2 separate regions of the Hordeum vulgare genome follow, and region 1 is linked to region 2. A link is a contact called in public Hi-C data. All regions are on one chromosome and are shown on one strand. Each heading gives the region's core, a stretch centred on a gene start, on an enhancer-like site or on the middle of the called end of the contact. The rest is flanking DNA. Distances are from core to core; before and after follow the strand shown. Region 1 has its middle 140 kb from the start of LOC123411621. Region 2 holds the start of LOC123409984.

The links. A called contact is a pair of places that touch in the nucleus more often than the background predicts.
Region 1: a Hi-C map of seedling shows a contact between it and region 2, with 5 times the contacts expected there. The contact joins the enhancer-like site here to the promoter of LOC123409984 in region 2. A contact is called at or near these places in 3 of 6 Hi-C or Micro-C datasets (leaf and seedling) and 1 of 1 datasets of contacts at active chromatin or transcription factors (embryo).

What each region holds. Positions count from the first base shown.
Region 1 is chr7H:212,930,593-212,934,631 of MorexV3_pseudomolecules_assembly, forward strand. No RefSeq gene overlaps it. Among protein-coding and RNA genes, the nearest start is that of LOC123411621, 140 kb to the left of the region's middle. Within about 2 kb of position 1,854, at least 3 of the 3 cell types and tissues checked have open chromatin away from gene starts, as enhancers often do. A contact at or near this core is called in leaf and seedling, where this site is marked.
Region 2 is chr7H:212,288,548-212,292,620 of MorexV3_pseudomolecules_assembly, forward strand. It overlaps LOC123409984, which reads left to right and starts at 1,449. Exons shown (of 7, transcript XM_045102851.1): 1 at 1,449-1,930; 2 at 2,448-3,928; 3 at 4,023-4,073. The coding sequence starts at 2,789.

The DNA.
Region 1 (4,039 bases), core at 604-3,103, 640 kb after region 2:
TCGTTGGATCAACTTTGGTCTTATATGACTTTACTATTTGCTAGTGTATTCATTGTGTGCGTGCATTGGTGTTTTCTTTCCCTTCTTTTTAGACAGGAAAATAATTTTATTCATTAGAGAATCTACGTACCATTTACGGTAGGTGATGAAACAAAGTCAGACATAGAGTAATCCCAAAAGCATGATGATCTAGAATTAAAAGCGGAGTTCGCTAGAGTATCAACTACCTCATGGGCCTCTCTAAAGCAATGTAGGAAATCAACATGAATTTTACTAGTTGCGTGCATCCTAACTACTACACGGAGGTCAGACGAATGTTATTATATTTGTATTCTTTTGATGTTGGGCATCAACTATAATTGCTCTTAAATATATGATGGGTTATGAATTAGTTGCTAGTACGAGTACTCACTGTTAGAAGGAAGAGAGAGGGATTGGTGTGGAATATGATGGATTTGCATAATGTGATGGTTGTTGTATTGAGCCTCATGAACGAGTATATACAAGAGTACAAACTTGGAGGGCAAGAAGCCTCTTTAAGAGATAAGGTAGGAGATAGATTACAAATCCTAGACTACCAAATACATAGACTCCAAATATATCTCTAACACCCCCCATGATCGTAGCAATAGCTTGTGAACAACAGGAGCATCGTGGACGGTCAGACTCGAGAGAATAACAACCGACGGGCTGACATCCCCCGCAATCACAACAGGAGCGTCGAGGACGGTGTCGCGTCGCAAACGCATGGAATGTAGAGGAAGCCGATGAGTTGCTCAAGCAAGGTGATAACCCTTTGTGTCGTTGTCGAAGTAGCTAAGAGTGTGGGTGGTGTAGTCGTGGCCGCGGTATCCGTGCGAAGGACGTCGTGGTCCATGTCGAGTTGGGGCTGCCGGCCCTCGGCCTCGCCGGCTCCGTCGCCTCGCTCCTCAGTCGTGTCGGGTCGGCTGCCCGGCTGCCGGCTCTGGCCACGTCAGTCGTCGTCGTCTTCATCTCGAACGCCGCCACCCCGCCTCCACCAAGCGACGTCCCTGACGTCGTAGAAGTGCATGTTGTAGCCAATGCAAACTAAAGATCAATATGATGAAAGAGACTAGGCAATAAATTTATACGTCAATATTCTCCCTCACGTGTGGCTCCCTCAGACCTAAACATGGACCAAAAATAGGCTACAATTTAATTGCGTCAACCGGGTATTGAACTCAAGACTTCTTAGATCTCATATCATGTTAGAAGAGAGATAGAGGGATTGATGTGGAATATGATGGATTGACATAATACGATGAATGTTGTATTAAGCCTCATGGACGAGTATATGTAGGAGTACAAACTTAGAGAACAAGAAGCATCTTCTAAAGATAAGGTAGAAGACGGATTACAAATCCTAAATTATCAACTACATGGACTCTAAATATATTTCTAACACTCACATCTCCGAATGATATAGCTGGTAGGAGACGGATTACAAATCTTAAACTATCAAATATATGAATTATATTTATTAAGATCGCCACAATTTTGCAATAATAATTAGATTTTGTAGAAAATGCAGACTATAAGACACGAAAGAGAATACATATCCGGCTGCAACTAGTTAGCAGCTCCTGAATTGAGGTCAGCCATGACGACACGGAAATAAACAATTCCCCACGAAATCTTGGACGCAGTATCTATACATGCATAGCTGGATTTGGTAATTGATGATTAAATTAAGGTGGGCTACGGCTAGTGGAAGGCCATGATTAGTGTGTGTATTATATTAGCAGCTCGAGCTTACCTTCTTCTTTTAGCACTGGTGCGTGTATGACAGGACTATTATATGCTAACAAATCTGATTTAATTAATAGCCGCGGAGTCCAGAAGCGTCTGTTTGGTCTACGGATCCGAGTTGTATAGACTAAATTATTGGGCTCCGAATCTAATCTTACCGGAAATAAAGTTGTCTTGTCGTATATTCCCCGTTTGCGTGAGAGACGAGTGACACTGTTCACAACACAAGGTGTTTTACGCTTTTCTGTACTCTGGTGTAAACTGGTAACTTTTTTTTTTTGCGGGGGAGTGTAAACTGGTTATTATCGTACTCCCTCCACGTTCCATAATATAAGAACGTTTTAAACTGTTATAAAAATGCTTTTATATTATAAAACGGAAAAAATATTAAATTAGCATGTCTAGAACTCACATGTTATCCGCTTGTTACTGCAGCCATTTCAGTTGGGCGGAACAAAGAGTTTGGAGGTCCTATTTAGCGTGCGTCAGACCCTGATCTTATTCCGCGCCTTAAGCTGTAGATGTACTAACCGCCGCCCACCACTCCGACCGAGCAGGCCAGCACATTTAGGGCTGTAGTTGTAGTTCATTTTTTCTTGCGTATTTTTTCCTATTTTATTTCTTCATCATTTTATTTCTTTATTCTTTATAATCTTATTTTTTAGGATTATTCTATATTTTACATGTGCGATACTTTTGTTGGTCCGAATGTTTTTTTTTAATTTGTGAACTCTTATTAAATCCATGAATCGTTTTTTCAAACACGTGGAATTTGTTCAAATTCATAAATATCTGGGAACATGTGCTATATTTTTGTTGATCCAAGATTACGTTTTCAAATTCGGTCTAGTTTTCCAATCTCTATTTTTAATAATCCATGAACATTTTAGTCAAAATCGATGATCTTTTTCTAAATTTGAGAAATTTCTTTAAAATATTTGAAAACATTTTTGCAAATGAGTGATTTTTTAAAAAATCAATGAATTTTTTTAAAACCGTCGCATGCGTGACGGGTCGGGACATAACAGCGGTGTTTCGACGCCAGAAACACTGGCACTGACCGGTGCAGAAGGCGTCAACTATGAGGTCTTGTTAGCAGGGAGCCACTAATCGTGCAGCCCCCACGCCTCCACATGCATTTCGGCCAGCCCATGTGTGGGGGTGGGCGCTCCTGTTTTTTTATTTCTGTTATTCATTTTTTGTTTATTGTTCGTTTATTTCTATAGAACTGTTCATCAATCTGAAGTTCTATTTGCTGGGGATTTCAAACATAATCTCAAATACAAAACTTTAAATAAATTTTAAATTGTTTCCAAATTTGTAAAATGTTCAATAATCTTGATAGTGTTTACGAATTCAAAAATGTTCTTTAATTTAGAAAATTGTCCCATAATTTCCAAATGTGTGCATCGCTAAAACATATTCACGAATTAACTAATTTATGCATTTTGAAAACAAATGTTTGCAAATTTAAATAAACATTTCAATTTTTCTAAAATTTTATGCTATTAAATATATTTGATGATACAATAAATCTTCATGAATTTCAAAACAATTTTCGTAGATTCAAAACCAATCAAGAATTTCAAAAATTATTCCATCTTCCAAAAAGTTATATTAAAAACCCATATTTTAGGAAAACAAATTCCGAATTTTCATCAAAATAAATAAGGGAAAAAAGAAACAAAAAATAATAGCAAAATATACAAAAAAACACATAGGAAAGAAAACCGGTTTAAGGAAGGTTCTAAAACATTCCAAAGCATTAGTACGGTGAGAGAAAGGGCACATGAAATAACTGCATATGTGTGAGGTATAGGGAGCGTAGGGATCCGTGTTTGCTTGCTATGTGTCGAGCCACGCCATAAATAGACGTAAACTCTATTTGGCGCCTTAAGCTCTGGTAACCATTTATTCTACAAACCAGCACCATCTGTTTTCTGTTTTGATACTGTTTGCAGGGAGGTCTTATACGGCACTAGTTCCGGCAATTAGCCGGACTAGTTGAATGCCTGTGTGTTGCCACGAAACAATAAACTTAGACATGAGTAATTGCTAAAAAGAAATAAAATATGATTTCATAAATATATGTTTTGAGAACAGGTTGTAGGTGCCATACATTTATTTCTTGCAATCTGTTCAAAACAAATCAAATATATTTCCCTTCCATGCATTTCTAGGAAGTCAATTTACTGCATGCTACAATGTTAGAAAGTAGGTAGTAGTTGGCTAAGGAGTAAAATGAAGAACCAACAAAATTTGATGATAC
Region 2 (4,073 bases), core at 199-2,698:
AACAGGTGGAGCGGAGCCCCGTAAAGGAGAGCTCCACCACATGCCAAGCAACTTGCATGCTGTGCCGTTGTGGCCTCATCATGGAGCATGATTCTTCCGCTGGAAACTACCGAATTTGTGGCACACGTATGAGATAGCGATCGACCGTTGCTTTGTCTAATCTCTAGATAATATCATTCCCGCTAGCCCATCATTGGTGGGTGGTGCTGTGGATCAGACGCCCGCTCTCTCTCTCTCTCGTCCCCAATCCACACCCCCTTTTGGCCGCTGTTTCCGCTAGTGGACAATCCTGTGCCACGATTCAAATCTCAAGTGTCATCTTCTGTCGTGTTCAACATTACTTTGATCCATTGAGCCTTCTATTGCACGGTACTGTAAAAGATTCTTATATCATCCAATGAATAGTCCATTGCTCAGGTACCCTTTTTTTTTTTGCGTGCACTGGTACTACCAGAAAGCTGTTCTGAGGAAAGGAAAAGGAAGGAAGCGAGAGAAAGATGATGAATCATGGACAGGGGAGTGTCATTGGGAAGAAATGGACCAGGTTCTCAGTCGGATCGGTCTTAGATTTGATATGCCAAAGTAGAACGTACGGATCTTAGCCGCCCAAGCAGTGGGCCAAGTCCACCGTTTTGAATAGTCTGCTTTTTCTTCTGTCAAACTACAAGTAGGCCGTTCAAAAGAATTATTTCGTGTGCGGGGTTTCGATTCTCCTCGATATTGTCCGTCAAAAACATTCTTGTCATAGGTTTCTACCGCTTTCTTAGGACGGCGAGCTTACAATTACTTCTCGCAATGACGAAATTTGATGTCAGGCACTTCAGAACGGTTTAAGGATTCAACAGCGAGTACTACGGCTCCATGGCACTAGTCTTTAACTCTTTATAGGCAGGGATGGAGCTGCCTTATAGGCATTGGGGTCAGCTGAAATTTGAAAATCCTTCACTAGTTTAGTACTTGTATCATTACTTTCTTCGTTTGTAAATATAATTTTTTTTAAAGTTTTTACTAGAAAACTACACACGGAGCAAAATAAATGAATCTACACTCTAATATATGTTTATATACATCCGTATGTAGTTTTTTACTATTTTTTTTAAAGACTTATATTCAAAAATGGAAGAAGTAACATTTTTAGAAAGATGAACCCAATGCCATGTACATGATCCCGTCAAACTATTTTTCTAGCTCCGTCAGTCCTCCTAACCATCCAACCACGGGTTGATTTGCTTTGTTATTTTTGGTTTGTTTTGTAATACTTGGGCAAACTTTTGTAATAGCTCTATGCAGGACTATTTCTCAAAAGAAAAGGAAAATGTAGTATGGGCAGCAACAGAATTTGTTACACAAGTCGGTACAGTAACCACCGCCGCTGAGCTCAACCGCCAGACGATTCTGAGAAAACGGAATCTGCAAGACGTGAGGGGCCAGAACGTTAGAAGCATAAGCCACAAAAAAGTGGGAAGACGCGAGAACATTTTATCTATCCACTCTTCTTCTTCTGAAAGAAAAAAGAAGCAACCGAGCGAGAACAAAAGCGAAACCAAAACAGCCGAGCTGATTGGAAACATCCAGATGCTGCCGCTGCTACTAACTCAGCCCAGCGTATCCCCTCCAGAAAATATCATTTCTAGCGCCTAATCAAGGACCCTTGGTTTGTTGCTTCCGGAATTATATACATACCCACCACCATTGGAGCGAGCAGCAGGAGAGAGAGGGGAGGGGAGAGAAGAAGAGCAGCCACAAGAGGAGAAGGTTCGGCGGAGGTGGACGTCGAGAGCCCGGCGGAAACCGCCCGGAGCGATTGAGGCGCGGGTTGGTTCCCGGTGGACGGAATCGGATCGAAGCGGCCGTCAATCTCGGAGGACCCCGATTCGATTCGGCGGCGCGGGCCGTTCCGCTGCTGATTAATCCATGGATGGATATGCAGGTACCCCTTTGTCGCCGGCTTGTATTTCTGCGATTCCCGTTGCTGCGGTGGGCTCTGCCCGTTTATCGGTGGGAAATTTGCTGCTCCATTTCGATCGGTGACGGTTCCGCAATCCGCCCCCAAATTTGGGCCTCTCGTGCTCCGGATTTCGGCCGCTTCCGTGCTCCCGATTTCGGTAGTTTCGAGGTTTAGCCCATGCACGCCTGTTTGCTCGGCGATTGGCTGACCGCGTCTTCATTTGCGCCTTGTTTGGGCAGTATGGAGTGGAGTAGATAGCATTGTGATGGATGCGCAATCATTGGTTGGGAACTTGCTATTTCTATGCATTAGGCGGAAGCTGTAGAAACTGACTACTTTGTTTCTCCTGAGAGCTAAATATAGTAACCGTCAGGTAGTATTGATTGAGCTTATCTTGGTCATGTAGTGGGATTAATTGAACTCCCTTCTATTCGTGGGTTTAGTCATGTGATAGGATCAATTGAGCCTCTAATCAATGCTCTTCGATTCGTTTCTGCAGGGCTGTGAGGTGATCTCCTCGCATGGTTCGTCCTAGGTCCCTGGTTGCTTGCTCAGGCTCCAAGTTATGTGTCATCTCCAGTTGCCGTGGTAGCCAGGGGGGCATGATTAGTAGTGGCAAGATGGTAACCTTGCTTCCAATGGGTCCGAGTCGGAAATGCTGGTGTGGTTCTGCCCTTCCGGTGGTGATTGGTTCCAATTGATGGTTTGTCTATGCATTGATTTGGACACTGAAATGGCAAGATACTAAGAGGGCCGTTGAAAGGAACTGGATAGGTGTACCGCAGTAGCAATTACAAATTGGGGGTCTTCCTTCTCGCTGAGTATCAGAGATTGGTTGCCATGGGTTTACCCCAAGTTTCTTCAGTCAAGGAGGATGTTTCTACAGGATCGAGGACGCCTGTGTCAAGCCCCTCACGTATCAACGGTGTTGGTGCCTGCGATTTGGATGGGCTTCCTCGAGAATGCTCAAATGGCAAGGTTTCATATCGATCGATTGGCAATTTCACTAGACAGACTGCATCAGGTTCCCCAGATGAATCAAACGGGTATTTTAGAGACAGCCATGCGTTTGATGGACCCGCAGACTTCCAAGGATTCAGAATTGATGATTTTAGAGATGCAAATTCTAGATCTTCTCAAAAATTGCAGCAGCCTGCTGTCCATATGCCGACAACAAGGATTGTGGGCTTTGAATCAAACTGTATTGGAGGTCCTGATACAGCACAATTGGATACAATCTGTCCATCTGTGGCCAGTCATAATTGTGGTTCACCATTTGATCAGCATGAACTTCAGGCAAGGAAAAGACTGCTGTCTCCATTGAAAAATGTGCTCTCTAGAAAGTTCCATGGTGATTTACTGAATATTGCTTCTGCTGATGCTAGGTTTCAGCATTCCGAGCCAGGTAATAAAATGGTAAACACCGGAAGCCTCAGTTGTTTTGAGTCACAGGCATGTCCGACCCCTAGATGGTCCAGTCGGACTTCAGAATTTGATGTCAATAGGATTAATTCTAATCATTTCACTGATGGCCCTTTACTTGGGAACAAGGAGTCATTATCCTATTATGATCATCTAGCTGCCAGTGCAAAATTAGCACACTCTCCACTCTCATTATCTCCTCTCAGCCCTAGACGCATTCATAAAGTCAAGACTACAGAATCTCCAAGGCATGTAATGAAAGACATTGAAAATGATTTCCTAGATTTGAAGGAACAGGGAGGATTTGATGGAATTAGGATGCTAGATGTGTTAGAGGAAACTGACAGATTACATGATGAATATGATACTATGACCCCTAAGAGAAGTTCATGTAGAAGATATCAAAACTGGGGTTCTGAATCTTCACCTACGTCTCCGCGAGTTGGTTATGGACTTGGTTATGGACGGAGTTTGAGTCTCCCTGCAAGGAGGTCACTAGTTGTCTCCTTTGAGGAATCCCTTTTGTCTGGCCGACTTTCTTATGGAAAAGATAATCAGGTCTAGTATTTATTTCTGTTTATCATCTAGTATATACTACAATTCCAGGGTATTGACTGTTGAATTTGATTCCTTAATTCTCCTGTGGATGCAGACAATTGATGGTTTCTTAGCTGTCCTGAATATTGTTGGTGGTAGCTTCTCT